3 separate regions of the Gossypium hirsutum genome follow, and regions 2 and 3 are each linked to region 1. Evidence: chromatin contacts called from public Hi-C data. All regions are on one chromosome and are shown on one strand. The core of a region is the stretch at or near the end of the contact, and the rest is flanking DNA. Distances in the headings are between cores, read along the strand shown. Region 1 holds the start of LOC107947819. Region 2 holds the start of LOC107947841 (V-type proton ATPase subunit E). Region 3 has its middle 19 kb from the start of LOC107947784.

Region 1 (2,720 bases), core at 172-2,671:
AATATTATTAATTAGTGTTAATAATTAATATAATTAATTTTTTAATTAAAATATTACGTAGTCATATATAATTTGAATGCCTAAAAGTAATATTATAAGACAATATTTAAATTTCAAATTTAGCACCTAAACTATGTTAAAACTTGAGATTTAATCTATATACTTTAATTTGTGACATAAATTTATCTCTCTATTTTTATATTGTTTTTAGTTAGCCTAAATTGTTAATATTCTTAACTATTTCAATCAAAATGTTAATGTCAATTTTTCTTAATAACACTATTCCAATAGAAAAATATATATTTTATCATCACAAATTAGAATGGACGTTTTTAAGAATAAAAATCCTAAATTGTATTTTCAACGTTATTTTTATTTTTACATGATTACCAAGTGCATATTTTCTTTAATTTCAAAATGTCACAACTAGACCGAGATTTTTAAATCCGAAAATTAGATAGATTAAATTCTTAAAAATAATAGTAGGAGACTAAAATCCAAATGTACAAAGTGTGTAACGATTTAAAGCATAGTTTAACTTTATTATTTTTCCTTTAATTTAAATTTGACACAATCAAATAATCAACCTTACAGGGAGCGTGGGTTGAAACTAGAGTTGTTTATGGGTCGAGTTGGATTGAGTTCGGGATGGGCCCTAACCAAATTTTAGGCTTGATTGATAGGCACGGGTTTGGCCTGAAAAATGGGCCTAAATTTTTGCCCAAGTTTAGCCTGAATAAAAATGCTAAAACTCAGGCCCAGCCCGACCTGTCCATATTAATTTTTTTTATTTTTTATTTTTTATATAAAAAATATAATACACTAAATATACGAAAAATATTAAAATATCCCAACAAATTGAAAATAAATTAAAAAATCTTTATACTTAAATAACACTAAAATAAGTGTAACTTAACAAACAAATTCCTTTAAAATAGTAGGAAAATAAACAATAAAACAAGTGTTATACAATATCTAAACATTAACAATAAAATAATACCAACATAATAGTAAAAAAATAGTAAAATTATGGTAAAAAGTGAGAAAACAACAGCAAAACACCAATTCAAAACTGAGTCAAAAATACCTTACTTAAGGATTAACCCATGTTTTAAATAAACTTTACTTTTTGCCCAAATCTATTTTTCGATCTTATAATTTTATTTAAACCCCTATATTTTTCGGAGGGAACCCAATCCGACCGTGGACAGCTGCAACCATATTAGATTAAAAAGTATGACGCATTGATTTAATTTAATTAATTTTACCCCTGACAAAGTGTAGTTATGGATTCAGTCAAAGTGGCATGATTCTATATAGGAACACTGAATTGGGCAGATGATTTGCCTCCATAAGTTTAAATATTATATGATTAAATAAAATTATAAAGTTGTCAGTATAATCCAAAATGACAAAATTATGAAGGTCAGCTGCGAAATGTTTAGGTTCTATTCAACCAAAAAATAAAAAAAGAAACTTATGTTTCTACAAATCTTACTGAATCACACACCTAAAAGAAAAAGAAATAAAGATAAATATATATTGAATTGCTTGGTGTAGTTCCAATTCGGGGGTAGTTTGCAACCTGGCAATAATGTAATCCATCACATTTACTTCTCCACAGCTACACACTCCTCCTTTTTGCTCTTCATAAATCTTCTTCATGTCTCATTTTTCTTTTAAAATCCTTTCTTTCTGGGTATTTTCTGATCTTTCACCCTTTCTCCTACAAATCCAACATGTTCTTCCTCAGCAGAATCTAAAAGTGCATGCAGAAGAAAACTAATTTTAGCTTTCTTGAACGGAATGACAGACTCCAACAAAGTTTCACAGATGGTTTGGGATCAGGTTCAGTCGAGAAGTTCTTCAGGCAACCACCCACTTGTTTCTGGACACCCGAACCGACCTATTCCTAAGCTCATGGTCTGCTCCATCCTCTTCGTCTCGCTTACTTACCTTCTCTACACTCTCAAGCTCTTAACAACCTCTGCTCAACAAACCTTCAACCATACCCCATTTACTTCCTATCTTCGTCGCTCTACAAGCTTCACATCTGCACCCTTGATTCTCAATCAGACGGCTGTGACAGCTCCACCCCATCACGGCGGTCGTGATGTCCGAGAAAAACAAAAGGTAGTAATGCAAATGGAACAAGCTCCACCGAAGCCAAAGCCGACGGAAATTCACGACGTGGTCTTTGGAATCGCGGCTTCTTCCAAGCTATGGCAGCAGAGAAAAGAGTACATCAAGATTTGGTACAAGCCAAACCAAATGCGTGGTGTGGTTTGGCTGGACGATCGCGTCAAATACTCTGCCCAAGACAACCGAACCCTTCCACCGTTTCGAGTCTCCAGCGACACTTCCAAGTTCCCTTACACCAATCGGAAGGGTCACCGTTCCGCGATTCGGATCTCGAGGATCGTGACGGAGACTTTGAGGATGAAGATGGATAACGTCCGGTGGTTCGTGATGGGCGACGATGACACCGTTTTCATCACCGCTAATCTGGTCAGGATTTTGAGGAAATATGATCATACTCAGTATTATTACATCGGAAGCTTGTCGGAATCTCATATTCAGAACATTTTTTTCTCCTACGGCATGGCTTACGGCGGCGGAGGCTTTGCCATTAGCTACCCATTGGCCAAAGCCTTGGCAAAGATGCAAGACCGGTGTATCCAGAGGTACCCCAGCTTGTACGGCTCGGATGATCGAATGCA
Region 2 (2,700 bases), core at 69-2,568, 290 kb after region 1:
TATAAATATTCAGAGGCCAATAGCACTGAAGATTATTTTATTTATGATGATATAATATAATATAATGTTATTTTTTAAAAGTTATTTATTCTGTGCAAAACAAATGTTCTTTTATACTTTCTTTTCTATCTTATTCTTATTATACATGAAGTTATAAATGGATGAAAGGTGGATTTTTAAAAAAATAAAAAGAGATTTAACATATAAGATTTTAATAATTATTTTTTAATCATCTTTATTAAATATATTTATTAATTTATAGTAAATATTTCATAGTTATTATTATTTTTAAATTTAAATTTAATATTATAATTTACTTTCTCTAAATTTCTATATTATTTTCAACCTCTTTTATTTACATGAAATATAAAATTTATAAATGCATTTATTCCTTAACAATAAAGGTGAGCATGGGTTGGGCCGGGCCAGGCTAGGTCTGACTAAAATTCCAAGTCCATTTGCTAGGTTCGGGCTTGGTCCAAAAAATGGGTCCAAAATTTTGTCCAAGCCCGTCCTAGATAAAAATGTTAAAACTCAGGCCTAACTCAGTCCACCCATATTATTTTTTATATAATTTTAAAATATATATAATACATCAAAAATACTAAAAACATTAAAATAAATATTTCCCAACAAATTAAAAATAAATTTTAAAAAATATGTATACTTAAATAACACTAAAATAGATACAACTTAACAAGCAAATGTCTCTAAAATAATAACAAAATTAACAAATGTCTTTAAATTAATAACAAAATTAGCAATAAAATAAATTTTATACAAATAAATAGTAGCAATATAATAGTAAAATAGTAACAAAAAAAAGAAAAAATAATAAAAAATAAAATTTTTTATCATTTAGTGAATTTAGGCCGAATCGAACAAAAAATACCTTACTTATGGCCTAATTCATTTTATAAAAGATTATTTTTTATCTAAATTCTATCACATTTCGGATAAATGTTCAGACCAAACCGGTTGGCCCGATCCATGCTCACCCCCGCTTAACAGCGCATGTGAGGAATAAAATCTAGTAAATCTAAAAAGGTAACGTAACTTCTAATCATCCCGTGGAAAGGAGAGAGAAAATCTACAGCGGAGATAAAACGCGAGGCTTGATTAATTCAGTATTCCTCACAATCAGACGGTCAGAATTGTTTTTTTAAACGAACGGCCCTTGATCAGACACATATACGGAGCACGTGAGAAAAATAAAAACTGGTTCAGCGACAGAGTTGGATTTATTTCTCTTACCTCTATCAAATACCAGCCAAACATCGTCGTCTTCTACACTCTTCTCTGGTAAGTTCATCGAAAGATCAAATCAAGATCCCTGCCAAAATGAACGACGCTGATGTATCCAAGCAGATCCAGCAGATGGTGAGATTCATCCGCCAGGAAGCGGAGGAAAAGGCTAACGAGATCTCTGTTTCCGCTGAAGAGGTACTTCAATTCTCTCTATTTTATTCACTTTTTGTTTCTTTTTGGATATTATGGTGAAAAATTGATTGTACAATGATGTGTATTTTAGGAGTTCAACATCGAGAAGCTTCAATTGGTGGAAGCGGAGAAGAAGAAGATTAGGCAGGAGTACGAGAAGAAGGAGAAGCAAGTTGAAATCCGAAAGAAAATGTAAATTCTTCAATTTACTTTACTTTTCCCTTTTTTCTGCTGTCTAAATTTCTGTTTTTACTTCAGTTTATTTATCGCACTGGATCTCTATGTTTTAGTGGATATTTGATTGAATTCAAAGTGAGGTTAACATTTCTACTTAAATATAACCAAAATATAACACTTAACTTATTGGAAATTAGTCAGATTTCAAAACGGCACTATTGTAGTTAGTAATCCAAAACTTAATGTGATTTGGGTTTTATAGAACCTTGTAGAAGATTGATTATCGTGGTGATAATTGATGTGAAAGTGAAGCGATTTTAGATTGTTTTGATGCAGAATTGGCACTCAGGAGTTATCAATTAGGAATATACCCATTCTTGTGTGAAAAATATTCAATTTATTCTAATTGTTGCAGTGAGTATTCGATGCAGCTTAATGCATCTAGGATCAAGGTCCTTCAGGCTCAAGATGGTGTGGTTAATGCAATGAAAGAATCAGCATCCAAGGACCTTCTCAATGTGAGCCATGATCACCATGTTTACAAAAGGCTTTTGAAAGATCTAATTGTTCAGGTCTGTGCATTTCTGGATCATTAACCCTTTCTTGGAAAGTTGCAACATTAGATAAAACTCTTCGGAGGTTTTGATTTGAATAACTTTTATTGCAGAGTTTAGTTAGACTGAAAGAGCCTGGAGTCCTACTCCGTTGTCGCAAAGAAGATTTGCATTTGGTGGAGTCTGTTCTGGATTCAGCAAAGGAGGAATATGCTTCTAAAGTGAATGTTCATCCACCAGAGATAATCGTTGATGATGTCCATCTTCCCCCTGGCCCTTCTCATCATCATGGTTTTTTCCATCATCATGCTGAGGCTCATGGACCTTTCTGGTATATATATATATAAATTTTTGGTATTCTGTACCAACGTTTCTCCTTATGGTTTATGAGCAGAGATGGTATTCGGTATATTATTATGTGTTTCACTGAACAAGATCAGAGATGGAATGCTAATACTTATTTCTTTTTAAAATTTTGCAGCTCTGGAGGTGTAGTCATAGCATCTCGAGATGGAAAAATTGTGTTTGA
Region 3 (2,700 bases), core at 165-2,664, 300 kb before region 1:
CCAAATTCCCCAAAGCTCAAACTAGTCTTTCAAAGGTCCCATCTTTCTTCCAGGTAAATGACAACCCTCTAAACCTCAAGTCTTGTAGCTCATTGGACTAAAAAATTTCTCCAAAATAAGGGCAACGTCTCCCAACAATACTGCCTCATTTTTTTTCACTCTTGGAAAGGATAACATTAAAGTCCCTTATTGCCATCTAGGGGAGTAGAAGTATTAAGGATGGTTTCTTTTAATGCTTTCAAAGCAATCGTCTTCTAGTTTTATTCGAACTTCCATATACGAAAGCAATCGTAACAACCTATACGGGAGTCCCTATAAATACCCTTGTCAAAATAAATTGAGGGTGGTTTTGAACAATTTCAAGACGAGCCGTATCCTTCCAACCTATCCAAATTCCACCTGAAAATCCTCGTGCTTCAACCCAATGTGAATTCTGGAATCCTAAGTTTGCAATTATCTCATATGTTCTACAGCCACTGACTCTTTTTTTAGCAAACTAACGACATCGGGCTTGTATTCCATACTGTACTCTCTAAAAATGTGCGAAAACTTTGCACTTGCGCACTCTTGACAGTTCCAAGTGAATAAAGATAAATTGGAATTCATTAGAAAAAAAATAATCCTATAATATACTTTCAATTCCTACTATCGTTCACTTTCTTGAACATTTAGGCTCGCGCCCAACTCCTTAGATACTTCAGTTACCAAACCTTATAGGAACTGACTTTGTAAAAGTTCCAGAAGAACCTAGGGGACTCTTGAGGAAGAGGCATTGAAAGGACTACCCTTGTCCCTAATAATTTTATTAATGTTCTTGCCCTGCCTATTCCCTCTAGACTTACCTCATCCAGAGCGTGAAATTCCTTGCACTATGCGATGACCCACAACCCCAAGCCTACCTACGGGTAAACCCGTTGAAGAATCGGGGCTAATGTTTCCCTTAAATGCCACCACCGAATGCCAACCTGAATCCAATATGTCTTTCATTGTGGACATCATCACCTCCTACAGTCCATCAGGTCTCGATTGCTAACTAGAATGAGAGCGAGCTTCCACTACGACCCCTGCAAAGTGTTTTTCTTTCGTCTTCTCTTCTCCCCTCTCCCCAACAAGCACTGTACTTCGTGCATGCCCCTCTCGGTTCGATCTCCTTTTCTCTTCAACATCAGACTCCAATGAACTGGGAAAGATTCTTTCTTCTGTCAAGGCGCCGCCACCGTGTACCAAGTAGGTCTCCCTTTTCCCTCTAACCCTAACTGTAACATGTTTAAGCCTTCTTTGACTGGACTGGCCCTCTCCAGCCACCTCCACCAATCTCTTCTTTAGGTCTTTCTTCGGGTCCTATCCCTTCAACGGGCTTATGTGATCCAACCCTATAACTAGGGGACTCTTTCCATTTAGTCCACATTGCCCCAAGCTTCGGTTGGCTGCACCCGCTTCTTCCCATATATCCAAATCAACAGGGCTCGCTCCTCTATGGCCCATAGTAATTCCTAACCCACTATCTTCAATAGACCTGCTTCGAGTCAATTCTCTATGCCATGGGCTACTCACAATATTCCCTTGCTGACCCAAACCTATATGTGACGGTCCTACCTTTTTCATTATGAGTGAAACATCTGGGCCTGTCTTCCTTTGGCCCATTTCAGTCCCTAGTCTAAAACCTTGTTTTTGGATACCCTCATCTCCAATTAGGGTTTCCAAAGCATGAAACCTTGAATTGTTTGTAGGTCCAAGGTCCTGTCTGCCACTTATCTTGGTTGTCCTTGGCGGTCATCTACGTCTCCTTTCCACTAGCATCCAAGGGCCATAATCATCTGAATTCTTTGGTGAGTCATCCGTGTTTGAAGTTTTTTTTTCTTGTTTGTTTTCCTTCTCCATGCGCAACACTTTCTTTAAATTCTTTTGGTTTATTCACTCTTTTAGGACAAATTTCTTTTATGTGGCCATAATGGCCACACGAAAAACAAATGGTGGGTAGATACTCGTATTCAACACTCTGCAGTATTCCGTTGACCAGAACTTGAAAGATCAATGTTTTCTCCAGATTTACTTATACCGCCATCCTTGCGAACCATCCCCTAACCCCATTATCCATATTGAAATCAAGTTTCGCTACTTTCCCTACTAATCCTCTTATTTCCTACAGGATTCTCCATTGGTACATGTGCCCTGGCAATCTAGGAAGCCGAATCCACGCCATGACCATACGGAGGTAAGGTTGTGGTGTGTTAAAATCCATAGATCAAGGTTGTAAGGTTAGGTACTTCCCATAAACAATCCAAGGTCCTTGACATAGGACCTTCTTAAAGTCCTCTGGGTTCTGAAATTTAGCCAAGAAGTAACCATTTTCAACATCCATAAAGCAAAACGGTTAAGACGATTTCCACAAAGAATGGACTTTATTATGAAGCGCAATATACACAATGCTTCTTCCCAGAAGCTTAACTACCAATGTATGAGCCATGTTGTTAATTAGGATCTAGTTTACCCATTCAAAGAAACTAATCGATGGAATACCATTAATTGAAGAACGCACGACGTATGTTTCAAATAACTCGAATTCCCCTTCATAAAAAAAAAAAAACATTCGAAGTTGTTGTCTGCCCTTTGGCAAGGCCAGTCCCTATTAAACGATCCTTCCATGACAAAGGTTTCTTTGTAATCGGAGCTAAATCCATTGCCACATCCAGATCTCTC

The links. A called contact is a pair of places that touch in the nucleus more often than the background predicts.
Region 2: a contact with region 1 is called in a Hi-C map of leaf, with 2.6 times the contacts expected there. The contact joins the promoter of LOC107947841 here to the promoter of LOC107947819 in region 1. A contact is called at or near these places in 2 of 34 Hi-C or Micro-C datasets (both in leaf).
Region 3: a contact with region 1 is called in a Hi-C map of leaf, with 2.7 times the contacts expected there. The contact joins the enhancer-like site here to the promoter of LOC107947819 in region 1. A contact is called at or near these places in 7 of 34 Hi-C or Micro-C datasets (hypocotyl, leaf and petal).

What each region holds. Positions count from the first base shown.
Region 1 is chrA08:92,156,595-92,159,314 of Gossypium_hirsutum_v2.1, forward strand. LOC107947819 reads left to right here and starts at 1,422. Exons shown (of 3, transcript XM_016882338.2): 1 at 1,422-2,720. The coding sequence starts at 1,807.
Region 2 is chrA08:92,448,318-92,451,017 of Gossypium_hirsutum_v2.1, forward strand. It overlaps LOC107947841 (V-type proton ATPase subunit E), which reads left to right and starts at 1,319. Exons shown (of 6, transcript NM_001327537.1): 1 at 1,319-1,443; 2 at 1,532-1,632; 3 at 2,033-2,189; 4 at 2,285-2,502; 5 at 2,653-2,700. The coding sequence starts at 1,342.
Region 3 is chrA08:91,858,002-91,860,701 of Gossypium_hirsutum_v2.1, forward strand. No RefSeq gene overlaps it. Among protein-coding and RNA genes, the nearest start is that of LOC107947784, 19 kb to the left of the region's middle. Within about 2 kb of position 1,415, at least 9 of the 9 cell types and tissues checked have an H3K27ac peak or open chromatin away from gene starts, as enhancers often do. A contact at or near this core is called in hypocotyl and leaf, where this site is marked.